Regions from separate parts of the Macaca mulatta genome. Here region 2 is linked to region 1. A link is a contact called in public Hi-C data. All regions are on one chromosome and are shown on one strand. The core of a region is the stretch at or near the end of the contact, and the rest is flanking DNA. Distances in the headings are between cores, read along the strand shown. Region 1 holds the start of POP5 (POP5 ribonuclease P/MRP subunit). Region 2 holds the start of UNC119B (unc-119 lipid binding chaperone B).

What was found. Hi-C and Micro-C count contacts between places; a contact is called where the count stands out from the background.
Region 2: a Hi-C map of fetal cortex germinal zone shows a contact between it and region 1, with 3 times the contacts expected there. The contact joins the promoter of UNC119B here to the promoter of POP5 in region 1. A contact is called at or near these places in 3 of 14 Hi-C or Micro-C datasets (cortical neurons, fetal cortex germinal zone and liver).

The regions. Positions count from the first base shown.
Region 1 is chr11:127,902,863-127,909,978 of T2T-MMU8v2.0, reverse strand. POP5 (POP5 ribonuclease P/MRP subunit) reads left to right here and starts at 4,162. Exons shown (of 5, transcript NM_001266561.2): 1 at 4,162-4,201; 2 at 4,287-4,429; 3 at 5,612-5,761; 4 at 5,933-6,016; 5 at 6,115-6,481. The coding sequence starts at 4,182. The coding sequence ends at 6,209.
Region 2 is chr11:128,035,072-128,042,187 of T2T-MMU8v2.0, reverse strand. UNC119B (unc-119 lipid binding chaperone B) reads right to left here and starts at 4,034. Exons shown (of 5, transcript NM_001266482.1): 1 at 3,765-4,034; 2 at 960-1,073. The coding sequence starts at 4,008.

The sequences.
Region 1 (7,116 bases), core at 2,913-5,412:
TGACAACAGCGACCACCCCCATTGATCCAGGGGTACCTGACTCGGCTAAGGGCACAGGTTGGGATCAGACAGACGTGGATTGCGCTCTATTGTGCACCTGGGTGAGCTCACCTCTCAGAGCCTCATCGGCTTCCTCACCCGTGAGACCGGGAGGATAATGCCTCCGCGGCCCGGCTCGGGAGAGAACCGAGGAGGGGCTGGGGTGTGAGCCCCCGCCGCTGCCCCTTCGCGGCCAGCATTCCGGGGGCAGGCACGGCCGGGGCACACCCCTGTCGCCGTCCAGCGCATCTCCGGGCCCAGGGGGTGGCGGCTGCTCCTCCTCGACGCCTCCGCGGGCATATTCCCCCGCGGCCTCCCGCGCCGCGCAGCGGGGACCCGGGTGATTGCAAACAGCCGCCGGCCTTATTAGGAGACTTGTAATTAGCGGCTGGCGCAGCCCAAGCCGGCGCGGGCTAATTACCGCGGGGAGCCCGCCGCGCCACCAACGCTCCAGCCCGCCCGCCCGGCCACCACAGGCGTCTGCACCGTCCGAGGCCAGAAGGGGCCGGGCCTGGTCCAAGACTGGGAGGCCGCGGGCCGCGCCAATGTGCTTCCTCCCGGGGCTGTGCCTGTGGGGGAGAAGTAAATCATTTGTTCAAAACAGCGTTTACTTCCCGGGGGCGGTGAGGCACGCCTGTAATCCCAACACTTTGGGAGGCGGAGGCGGGAGGATCACTTGAGGTCAGGAGTTTGAGACCAGCCTGGCCAACATGGTGAAACCCCGTCTCTACTAAAAGTACAAAATTAGCCAGGCGTCGTGGCCGGCACCTGTAATCCCAGCTACTCAGGAGGCTGAGGCAGAAGAATCGCTTGAACCCGGGAGGTAGTGGTTGCAGTGAGCCGAGATGGCGTCACTGCACTCCAGCCTGGGCGACAGGCTGAGACTCAGTCTCAAAAAACAAACAAAAACAAACAAAAAAAAAGGCTTACTATGCACTCCCTGAGCCAGGCATTTTGTCCACGTGACCCCGCTTAAATTTCATATCCACCCACGAGGGAGGAACCATTGTTATCCCATTGCACAGATGAGGAAACTAAGATCTGAGGCATGAATTAACCGTCCCGACAGCACCTGGCCGGGCCGGTAAATGACGGAGTGGTGAACAGAACCTCCATCTGTCGTCTCCCCATCTTATTACGCTAAATGGACGAGTGAAACCCTGCACAGGAGAGCACCAGCCGTGTTGACCAGAACAAGGACTCTGGAGTCAGCCGGCTTTGGGTTCGAATTCTGATCCTGCTCGTAACTGGATAGGACGCTTTGGTCTGAGCCCCAACTGCATCTATAAAATGGGCGAAGCATTGCCGCTGAAATGAAGGCTGGGAAGTGTTAGGAGTGAAATTTCCGTGAGGGGTGGAGCGCTCAGGGGTTGGGGGTGTGTTGCTCTCTCCGCGCACTGCGAGCCTCTGGCGCCCCCTGTTGGCCAAATGAGGATGCCGCAGACACTTTCTGGAGAAAGGTTGTTCTTGGGTGGGGAGTGCCGTCGTTATCACTGGTCCCTGGGTAGAGCCACGGCGTTCCCTCTTCCTATTCTTCTCTTCCCTACCTTTCCCCACATCCCTCCTTTAAGGTGGCCAAGAAGAGTGGGAGATGGGAAAATTCAGAACTCATTCCAGATCTTGCAAAAATCAGTTGTGAAAGCTGCCTCCATTACAGACCTCACAGGACCAGCCAAGGCTAAGACATTTCTACAAATAATCAGGGATGGGCATAAAGACTAAGCTACAAAGCCATACATCAAAGTACTGGGCATAACAAGAAAACCTGGAAATAATGTAAACGTCTACCAGGAGATACTGACCAACTTCACAGTGGTACATCCAAACAATGCATTACTGCACAGCTGAAAAAACAGTATCGTAGCTGAACAGTTGACATGAAAATATAGCGAAACAGCCAGGCGTGGTGGCTCACGCCTATAATCCCAAAATCCCAGCACTTTGGGAGGCCAAGGTGGGTGGATTACCTGAGGTCAGGAGTTCGAGACCAGCCTGGCCAACATGGTGAACCCCTATCCCTACTAAAAATACAAAAATTAGCCAGTTGTGGTGGCACGCGCCTGCAGTCCCAGCTACTTGGGAAGCTGAGACAGGAGAATCGCCTGAACCCGGGAGGCAGAGGTTGCAGTGAACTGAGATCACGCCCCTGCACTCCAGCTTGGGCAATAGAGACTCCGTCTCGAAAGTAAATAAATAAATACAAAAATTAGCTGGTCGTGGTGGCGGGTGCCTGTAACCCCAGCTACTCGGGAGGCTGAGGCAGGAGAATCGCTTGAACTCAGGAGACGGAGGTTGCAGCGAGCCGAAATCGTGCCATTTCACTCCAGCCTGGGCAACAAGAGCAAGACTCTGTCTTAAAAACAAAAAAAGAAAAAAGAAAATAGAGCCAAAACAACAGGAATCAATCTTACAATCATGTTGAGCAAAAGAAGGCAAACACAAAAGAAAACATGCTGGAGGACATTTATATAAAATTTAAGAACAGGCAAAACTAATCTAGCAGGGTAGAAATGGTAATAGTGGCAGTAAGGGAGTTTGACTGGAAGAGGGATCAGGGAACCTTCTGGGATACTGGAAGTGCTCTTTAATCTTGGAGGTGGTTATAGAAGTCTACGCATATGTAAAAATTCATTGAGATGTACACTTAAGAATATGTATTTTGGCCGGGCGCGGTGGCTCAAGCCTGTAATCCCAGCACTTTGGGAGGCCGAGACGGGCGGATCACGAAGTCAGGAGATCGAGACCATCCTGGCTAACACAGTGAAACCCCGTCTCTACTAAAAATACAAAAACTTAGCCGGGCGAGGTGGCGGGCGCCTGTAGTCCCAGCTACTCGGGAGGCTGAGGCAGGAGAATGGCGTAAACCCGGGAGGCGGAGCTTGCAGTGAGCTGAGATCCGGCCACTGCAGTCCAGCCTGGGTGACAGAGCGAGACTCCGTCTCAAAAAAAAAAAAAAAAAAAAAAAGAATATGTATTTTATGTAATACCACATAAGACTTTTTTAAAAAAATACTTAAAAAGAAAATAAAAGAAAAAACATAATTTAACAGAGGGCATAGTTCTCAAACTGTTTTCTCTGTCTCAGGACCCCTTTACACACGTTACTGAGGATCCCCAAGAGCTTTTAGTTTTGTGGGTTATATTTACTATGGACATTAAAGTTGAGAAATGTTTAAAAAAAATACACAATTCCATTAGCTGTTAGAGCAGTGATATCATCACGTCAAGCAGCCTCTGGAAAACTTGACTGTTCACTCTGAGAGAATGAAAAAGACAAGTAACATCTTAGTATTATTATGAAAGTAATTTTGGCTTCGGGGACTCCTAAACCGAGTGAGTTTAGGAAATCTCAGGGGTCCCCAGACGACACTTTGAGAACCGCTGGCCCAGGGGGAAAATGACAGAAGAAAACACACTACACGACAACAGTTATTCTCTCTCAGTGCTGGGATTATAATTTATTTGCTTCTTTGTGCTTTTCTGTTAAAAAAAAAAAAATAAAAAGGAAAGGAAAACAGAAATGGAAAATACAATGACCACGTATTGTTTCTGCGAACAAAAAATGAGACAGCACACTCGCCTCCCTAAGATTTTTGAAAGGCCCAAACAGCAATAGCACATTTAGCTGCATGGAAGAATTAAACTGAGCTCAAACCTGAAAATAAGAGTCCGATTTCCCGTTTGTCAATCCCTGGGCTGTGAAGTGCAGGGTCTTGCCCTCAAAAACTCCACGGTTCACCTTGGGGAGAGAATGTACTCGCATACATACCTGTGCTGCAAGGTTCCCAGGGCCCCAAGGGCAGCGGTTGCATCCTACACAGTATTGTAAACTCCGGTGTGCAGCAAAACCACCCATCGCAGCTGCAAGCCGCTCCAAACCGCTCCCAGCCGCTCCAAGCCGAAGTTCAGCCCTCAAACTAGTCAGAGACCCTCCGCAGGACGCATGCGCGCTTACAAACGCAGAGTTAGGTGGGGCTTGAGGGAGACTGACACAGAGTTCGGCCTCTCAACTTTCTAGCTCCGCCCGCATGTCCTGTCTCCTTCTCTGAATGGCTGAAAGGCTGCGGAAGTAAGCTTCCCACGGGCCGCGGACGGAACCCACATCCGGTTTGCACAGCGATCCCGACGGCGCGGAGGCAGCTATGGTGCGGTTCAAGCACAGGTAAGCATTCCCTTCCAGACCCACCCAGCGCCTTGCCAGGTCCCCGCGGCGCCGCTAGCGCCCACCTTCCTCTCGCCTGCCGCAGGTACCTGCTCTGCGAATTGGTGTCTGACGACCCCCGCTGCCGCCTAAGCCTCGATGACCGAGTTCTGAGCAGCCTCGTACGGGACACTATCGCCAGGGTGCACGGGACTTTCGGCGCAGCCGCCTGCTCCATCGGCTTCGCGGGTGCGAGAGCGTTGGGGGAAGAGGGGAACCCGGGAGGATGGCGGGACGTGGAGGGGGCAGGCGCCGGAGGAAGAAAGAAGGGGCACGAGTGGCCAAGCCCGTGCATCGTTTTTTGTAAGGTATCTCTTTAAGCGCCGGGGACCGCAAGCGAGAGATCCACACGAGTCCGAAATTAGCAGAGAGCTAAAAGGAGGGGCCCGAAGGCAGTGGGTCTTTGAGCTAGAGGCCTCTTTTTGCCTGCTTGACAGGTAATTTCTGTAATTGGTTGTGATTGAATTTGATAGGATAGAGAATTAAATGAGGGAAGCTGTATCTAGTTCCTAGTAAGAGCTATTATGACCGATTACATTAACATCACATGGAAAAAAATTGTCGAAAGTATCCTTGGGAATGCCCTTAGTTGGTAAAGTACAGAACACATGATCGTCAATATATGTGAATACAGGATGAGCCGGGACAAAGAGGGGCCCGGGGCCCTTCTTCCACACCATTTATATTAGTTCCCCCTTTTACCTTGCTTGAGGATTGACTTCTGGAGAGTTAAATGCAGATAGGCTTAACTCATCCTTAAGTCAGGTGAGACTCAGCTGACTGCTACAAGAATTACAGAGCCCAACTGCAGTAAAACAGCCTATTTTTCAGGCGAGGGTTTTTCCTAAATTAAAATGGATCGCCCTCCTACCTGCTCCTATTTATTGAATTAACTAGTGAATTAGAAAGCATGTTAGATTCTAAATTCATTCACCAGTTCTGAGTGGTGTGCAACACAGTGGGTGTTTTGGCTTTTCTCTTTTACTCGCTGAAAGATCCTACGTGCCACTTGTGCTCTGTTACTCTAAAGTTTTTTTGTTTTTTTTTTTTTTTTTGAGACAGTCTTCTGTTGCCCAGGCTGCTGGAGTGCAGCAGGGAGATCACAGGTCACTGCTGCCCCCACCTCCTGGGTTCAGGCGATTCTCATGACTCAGTCTCCTGAGTGGCTGGAATTACATGCGTGCACCACCACGCCCGGCTAATTTTTGTATTTTTAGTAGAGACGGGTTTTCATCATGTTGGCCAGGCTGGCCTCGAACTCCTGACGTAAAGTGATCTGCCCGCCTCAGCCTCCCAAAGTGCTGGGATTACAGGTGTGAGCCACCACACACAGCAAAATTTTCCGAAATGATTTTTTTTTCCCTGTTGTAGTTCGATACCTCAATGCCTATACTGGAATAGTGCTACTTCGATGCAGAAAAGAGTTCTATCAGCTTGTGTGGTCAGCTCTTCCCTTCATCACATACCTGGAGAACAAAGGACACCGTTACCCATGCTTTTTCAACACGTTACATGTGGGAGGTAGGAGTGACGTGATACGGCTACTGATTTTCAATAGGTGACATGTTCAGAGTTCAGTCTAGACTGGTGGGTGGGTCTTCCTGCTGTCCCGCTAACAAGACACTTCCCCTACCTCTGAAAGTAAGGTCGAGACCTTTCACAAGCTGTTGACCGCAGTAACTCACATGCCAGGTACAATAAGAACATGTCAGAAGTTCCTAATTCAGTACAACAGGAGACAGCTGTTGATCTTGTTGCAGAACTGCACTGATGAAGGTAAGCAATACTAGCCCAGTGCCCGCTGAGCAGTGACTGACCTCGAGCTGAAGAAATCACTCCCAAAGACATCTTTCATCCCTATCTGCCTTCTCCAGGAGAGCGGGAAGCTATCCAGAAGTCTGTGACAAGAAGCTGCTTACTAGAGGAGGAGGAAGAGTCAGGTGAGGAGGCTGCAGAAGCAATGGAGTGACCCTCTGCTCACCACACAGCAGGCTACACTGCTCAGGCTTCGGGCCCACTTGTTGAACAGAACAATCTGGGTAGCAACAGCATCTTCTACAGTTTTCCAAGCTGGATAGCTGCCAACCAGCGGACATGTTACCCACTTGAAATAGAGTACTCAGTTAAACTGAAGTTGCCTTTACCTAGCATTCCCTGGTTAAGTGTTGCAGGTTGTGAACTCTATGTAGACATCTTTATTGCTTGGCTAAGAGTAGATTTAATAAATGTATTTGGTTTCCGTGGCATTTAGTATACTTATGTTACAAAAAGGGCTTATGGAGTCCATGCTTGGCTAAGTCTCTGTTCTCTATCCCTAGCCTTGGTGGGAAGAGTGACTCCCTGTGTGGTACTAAACTTTTTTATTGAGACAGTCTCACTCTGTCACCCAGGCTGGAGTGTACTGGCCCAATCTCGGCTCACTGCAACCTCCACCTCCCGGGTTCAAGCAATTCTCCCACCTCAGCCTTCCAAGTAGCTGGGATTACAGACGTGCACCACCACACCTGGCTAATTTTTGTATTTTTAGTAGAGACAGGGTTTTGCCATGTTGGCCAGGCTGCTGTTGAACTCCTGGCCTCAAGTGATTGGCCTGCCTTGGCCTCCCAAAGTGCTGGGATTAAAGGCGTGAGCCACTGTGCCTGGCCTAAATTTTCAATACTTAGCCTTCTACCTGAAGCTGTGTACCCCCGGCCCCAAGATGGGCCCTAAGCAAGACAAGTCATTTGGAATAGAAATATTAGCTGAGACACAGCAAATGAACTGGCAGAGATCTATAGTCCGTCTCAGTACTGAACCACAGGGTCTTATAGATACCAGATTCCTTGCCAACAGTTAATCAGGTAACTGCAAAAATGCAACTTTGGGCCGGGCGCGGT
Region 2 (7,116 bases), core at 2,785-5,284, 130 kb before region 1:
CAACAACAAAAGAACCCACAAAACAACAACAACAACAACAAAAACTACCCATGAACTTGAGCATTTAGGTGCCTTGGTCAGTATTAGATTATGAGAGCATAAATACCACCAGGTAGGGGTGAAATCGGGGCCTTATCAAATTTGCAGGCTCTAAGTAGCAAATCAGATGAGAAACACTGCAAAGTAAGTTTAGAAACCACACTGATACTATGAGTATCTGTACCAGTATTCTAACAAATGACTAACTCCAGGGGGCGCTAAACCTCCAGTGAGGTGCTCCAAAGGCTTCTGTGGTCTCCTGGTCGGAATGAATAACCCCTACACTTTTTATCACAAGCACAGGAAGCAGTTATCAGAGGCTAATTTAAGGAACCCCAAGTAGTTGAGCTCCTGGGTCTGTTCTTCCAGAAAATGGTTGAGATTAAAATCTAAACCAGGTCTGGGAAATCCAAGGCACTACGTAAAGGAGAGTGAGAAGATGGCTCAAACTGCCTCATGTCTGGACCAGAATCCTCCCTATCATCCTCCAAGAGGGCTCCAAGCTCAGGTGAGTTTTCCTCATTATAGTTTAATTTCAAGGATTCCTTTCCCAACTGGAAGCAACATAAGATGAACCAGCACAGGGCCTTAGGAAAGTGTCGCTTGGGAATTCTAGGCCTCAGATCCTTCGCTGTAAAATGAAGATAACAGTAATTCCTCACAGAGGTGTGAGGATTACATACACTGATGTGCATAAAGATGTGGAACACAGTGACCAGCATAGAATAGACATCCAACAAACATCAGCCTCTGAACGCAGCTTCAAACCACCATGCCTGGCAGGCCAGGCTACGGGAAGAAGTCACAGAAGAGGGACACACTGGAGTCCAAGAAACAGGATGCAGTGGCACACCAAGATTTGAGTTTCAAAGACCTTTGGCTCAAAACTGTCTACTGGTCACTACAACATTGAGGCCTACCTGAAACGCAAGGTTTGGCAATCTCAAAAAGTACTGTCCCTGTCTCCAAATCTCGAATTTTGAAGCGGGTAAAATCAATACTGTAGATGTTGTCTTCGGGTTTACATAAATAATCTGAAAACAAGAGAGAAACCAACACTGTTAAATAATCCTCCAAAACTACCATTTATTTAATTCTCAAGTTTTGAAGCAAACTCAGATTTTTTTCTTACACAATACACTTAAAATACTCCCAAAAATTTTGTCATGTGTTATCACCAGCAGAAGTTGTATGGACAGAAATAGGGGATCTAACAAAGAAAAAAAAGAACAAGGACTTGCTTTGGATGAAAAATTACAAAACTTTTAGAAACTAGGATAGAAAAGGTGGATTTCTTTGGAAACACCTAAAAATCTTTCATTATCTATCAAGTTGGATGTCACAACAGGGCAGAGAACTTTTTATAGAATTCCAATCTAAGACATTTAAACCGACTTAGCGGATAATACAACGCTAGTTTGCCAACTGTCAGTGTAAGAAAGCCGAGATCAGCAAACTTTTCTGTAAAGAGCCAGATTTGAAATAATTTAGGCTTTGCCGCCACATGGTCTCTGTCACAACCACTCAACTCTATCATTGTAGCCACAAAAGCATCCAGACAATACGCAAATGAATGAATGTGGCTATATTCCAGTAAAACTGTATTTATGGACACTGAAATATGAATTTTACATAACCACGTGTCTCAAGATTTTAAAGTTTTCAACCATTTAAAAATGTACAAACCATTCTTAGTTTGTGGGTTACACAAAATCATACAGTAGACCATACATATTATACATATCCAGGCAAGAGGATACATCTGCCGGTGAAGGCATTAGGCCCAAACGACTATAACCTGAGCAGCAAATTCAAATAATTCTAATCACAGCAAATTTCATTGATTTCTTTCTAGGATTATTCCAGATAGCACCTTCTCCACAACTCATTTTGATACTTGATCTTTTATTGCTTGAGTTAGTTGTTTTCGTGTTTTACAAGTTGTCTCTTTAGTAAGATGGCAAACTTGACAACTACTGATTATTCTGTAACTGCTAAAAAGGCTAACATCGGCTTTGGACCCTTAGAGGGTACTCAAATATCTGCTGGATAGAATGAACAAGACGTTAAGAAGAGTAACAAAGAGGTTGCCAGGCTCTCTCTAAGAAGCTGCACAGGTGGGTTTGGACAATGAGCAACAATCCCAAGCCCCCAGATAGGATCTGAGTGCCCACTGAGAATCCTGCTTAGGGCCAGGCACAGAAAACCCTAATTCACTTGGGTGACAAGAGAGGGCATGAGGTTACCAAGACCAGGTGCTGAGCATGTGTGTACTTTCAGAGCCCCAGATGAAAACTGGTTCAGAAAAAAAGCTTTTTCACACTCACTGTTTCAATAAAACTAGCAAGAATGTCTAAATAGCAAGAATGTCTAAAGATATGCTCAGGCCTGCTAAAGACAGTCTCAACCCAAACAGTGTTGGGAAATGGGGGCATCCAAATATCTAGAATCAAATTAAAACTCTTTTAGGAGATGGGAATTCCCTTTCGCTGGGTGGACCAAGGCCCACTCCCCACAAACTTCCATTCCCAAATTACTAGAGCTGCCATCGGCAATCTGAGGTGAACCTGAACAGCCCTGGGCTGCCTGCTATAGCAGTTCAGCAGACACCATGGCAGCCTTCGATCCATCCAGGGAATGCTGCTGCTGCCACAGGGTTAGGAGACTGCAAGCCAGGAGTGATGGGCAGGCCAAGATGGGCCTAACCAGGTGAGTGCACACTCCTGCAGGGAAAACAGCAGCAAGAGAAAAGACGTCAACTCGGGGACTGGCTTGGCAGAGAACAGAAAAAGGGAGATCACCAGATCACCCAGGGCAGGGACTGGGCAACATTTTTCTTCCCACCCATCCTCCTATCAACGAAAAAGCTTAGGATGGTTGCCTTTTGTGCAGAAAACGCATTTCTGAAACCCTGAAATCATTCTTAATTCACGAGAATGTCAAAAGCAGGATTCACACGTCGGAGTTTGTACACAAACTGAAACTTTATTTTTGTTTTAATGTGGCACAGTTTTAAATGAGCAGGAAATGCCACGGCTATGTGTCTGAGGAAGAACCCACCTGCACACTAAGGGGCAACGCTCCGGACCCAAAGCGGGAGGGAGGCCCGGCAGGCTGCAATGGGGGAGGGCTGCAATGGGGGAGGGCTGCAATGGGGGAGGGCTGCAATGGGGGAGGGCTGCAATGGGGGAGGGCTGCAATGGGGGAGGGCTGCAATGGGGGAGGGCTGCAATGGGGGAGGGCTGCAATGGGGGAGGGCTGCAATGGGGCCGGCGGAGGAAGCAGGTAAGGCTTCTGGCCTGCCAGAGGGCTGGGGCGCCTGGCTGAGCGCTAACTTCACGGATGGCCGGGGGTTCCAGGCTGAGGGTCCAAGGGCCCATTTATGAGGGGACCTCGGCCCCCGGCCGGCTCAGGAGGGTTCAGTTCAGCTGAACGGGGCCCTCTACGCAAACAGGTCCGGCAGAACTAGGGAGCCGACCGGCCGAGGGGCATCCTAGCGTGGCCGGACTCACAGGAATGAGGTCAAGCCCAGGAGAGTCCTTCCCCACCAGAGCAACGTGAGCGTGGCGGGGGCAGAGCCCGGCCGGCGGGGCAGCGGGAAGTGCAGCCCGGCCGGCCGAGGGGGTCTGGGGGGACCCGCGAGCTGGTCGAGTGGCCGGGTCCGCTGAAGGCTCCGGGAGCCGGGGCACGGCGCGAGGGGAGGGCGCGGCCCGCGCGGCACTCACTCTCGGTGACTCGGCTGAGGCGCAGGACGTGCTCGGGCCGGATGGTGTCCAGCGCCAGCAGCTCCTGCTCCGTGACCGCTGCCCCGACGCCGTCGTCGGCCGCGTGGTGGGGCGCCTGCCGCCGCGCCTTCAGACGGTTCAGGACGCCGCCGCCCGCCTTCTTCTTCTCCTCCTTGCCAGCCACCAGCCCCCCGGGTCCAGCCGCCGAAGCCGCGGCCGCAGCCTTCGGGTTAGACCCGCTCATCGCTCCGCAGCCAAGATGGCCGCCGCCTCCACAGCGCGGTAACTATGGAGAGCGGGGGCGGGGCCCGGGGCCGGGGCCCGGGGCCCGGGGCCGGGCGGGGAGGGGGCGGGGCCCGGGGCTGAGCGGGGCGGGGCCGGGGGCGGGAGCGGGGGCCCGGTGGGCGGTGGAATTCCCTTTCGCACAGAATGGACCAAGGCCCACGCCTCCCAAACTTCCATCGCCAAATAACTAGAGCTGCCATCAGCAACCTGAGGTGCACGTGAGCAGCCCTGGGCTGACTCCTATAGCAACTCAGCAGACGACACCAAGGCAGCCTTTCCATTCAGGGAATGCTGCTGCTGCCGCCACAGGGTTGGGAGACTGCAGGCCAGGAGTGATGGGCCAGCCAACATAGGCCTAACAAGGTGACTGCACACTCCTGCGGGGCCCGGGGGGCGGTGCTGCGGGTACTGCCCCAACTTTGGTCCTGCCAGGTGGAGGGCCTAGGGGTGGCTGGAGCCTTAGCATCCCCACTCCCCATCAGGCCCCCAAGGTCGTCCACGATGTTTAAATATATATGTTACGGTCAAATGAATTTACGTCATATAAACTTTCCTCCTCCTCATCCTCCTCCTGGTCTGAAAGAGCACACAGAATCTTCAGTGCACCATCTCGGCATTCTCAATCCAAGAGTTCCATCACCAGTCCCAACATCACAATGGCAACCAATTCCCAGTAATCACACCAACAAGAAGAATGGCCAGTGTTTACTGCTCACTTGCTATGTGGCAGGACACTTGCTATAGGGCAGGCTCCTCCCCTCACAACAACTCTGTGCGGTGTTACTGTCTCCATTTTACAGATCAGGAAGCTCAAGTTCAGAGGAGTCAAGTAATATGTCCAAAGTCCCTCAAGCAGTAAGAGCAGGGAACAAGGATTTGAATCCAGGTCCATCTGACCCAAGGCCTGTTCTTCAACACTAAACTATTAGTGGACAATGCATCTTGAGAAAATGTTTCTAAATACATTTAGCATAGAAGGTAAGTTAAAGCACTGCTTGTTTTGCAAAGGCAGTTTCAAAACAAACTTTCCAATGAGATTGCCATCCGTAAGCCCCACTGTGCCAGGCCCTAGGCTAGACATTGGGCTAGGCTACAGGAGATGTAAGAGTGAGGGCAGGGATTGGGTCTGCCTCACCCCTGAATTCCCAGCAGTTCAGCTAATGCCTGACAAGTGGTAGGTGCTCAGTAATGACTGAATGAGAGCCTGGACAGTATCCCACTGTGGAGGAGCTCCCACTTTTGTTAGAGAAGACTGTGAAGCACACAATTCGTTATGTGACCCTTCCTCTTCACAAGGCAGGTTAGTATGAACTGGAAGACAAACTAGACTCACTGACTGCACTAAGAGATGCAGCAAAGGTGCTAGGAGAACACACAGGAGTGGTTTATACTGACCGGGCTGTAACAGCCTGAGGGCTTGGGAAGATTTCACAGAGGCAACATCCACACTGAGTTTTGAAAGTTAGCCATGACCTCACCAGTTGGCCAGAAGTGGGTCAACAGGGGGATATGGTCTACCCTTTTCCACCCCAAGGGGCTCCTTCTCTAGGGATTCTAGATCTGTGCTGCTCTGTGTTGGAGGCCTGGGCCTGATTGATGCAGTGTGTCTGCTAGGTCTGATGTCACCTCTCAGCCAGGCTAGAGTAAATTTGCAACCCTCCCCTAGAGCCTCCTGACATTCTTGCCAGGCCTTCCTTGCTGAGTCCCTCTCACCAAAGCCACCAAGACAGGCATCTCTTGGTTCCTGGACAAAGTCCACACTTGACCCCACCCCAGCTGCCCAACTGGGTGGCACAGTGTGTGGCCAAGTTCCTACCCAAATGCTGTACTGTCTTTGAGAGATTAGCATATGGTGGCATTTAACTAACTGTTCAGGGAGACTTTAATAAATGTGTACAAAGAATTAAAGTCTTTCCTTTTGCAAACAACTCTTGTTAAACCACTCAACAGAGTGGTTACTGAAGAATTTCCAGAACTTTTAATATGCTACTTGATTGTGAATGGCCAAGAGGGTGGTTTAGCATGTGGCCATTTCTCATATACTTGTTTACGGAAACTTTGTTCTCATAGCACCAAGATTAGTTACTTGGACCCTGGCTTTTCTCTTTCTAGGGATGATGGCAAATGTAACCTCCTCACCTGCAATTCCACATCCAGGAATATACCCTACATGTATGCACAGAGATTTATAATATTGAAAAATTTCAATATATTACATTTGTATCCATTCATGTTACATAGAACTGTTTTTTAAAAATGAGATATATATATATATATATATATATATATATATATATATATATGTATGGAAAGATCTCAAACATATACTAAGTGGGGCAAAAAGCAAGGCACAGAATCCTATTTATTTATTTATTTATTTAAGACAGGGCCTCACTCTTGTCACCCAGGCTGGAGTGCAGTGGCACAATCACAGCTCACCGCATCCTGCTGAGAATCCCATTTATTTAACATGGAAAGTATATAAATATTTAGATGTGGGCTGAGTGTGGTGGCTCATGCCTGTAATCCCAGCACTTTGGGAGGCCAAGGTGAGCAGATTGCTTGAGCCCAGGAGTTTGAGACCAGCCTGGGCAACATGGCAAAACCCCGTCACTACTAAAAATACAAAAATTAGCTGGGCGTGGTGGTGCATGCCAGTAGTCCCAGCTACTCAGGAGGCTGAGGTGGGAGAATCACCAGAGCCCAGGAAGTCAAGGCTGTGTGAGCTGTGATCACACCACTGTACTTTAGCCTGGGCCATGGGAGTGAGACCATCTAAAAAAAAAAAAAAACTAGACAGACAGACATAGATATAGATATAAATATGTATTTGTAATTGTAAAGGAAGAGGTCTGGATATACATTAAAACATTAACCTTGATTACCTCTGGGGAGGAGAGTATCAGAAGAGGCTAAAGGAAATATATTCACTTTTGACATTTTAGAACTACTTCTGTACTTCTGTTTTTTTCTGTACTGTTTTATCTCAAACATATAATCATGGGCTGCTTGTATACTTTTTCTTTTTTTTTTTTTGAGACGGAGTCTCACTCTGTCACCTAGGCTG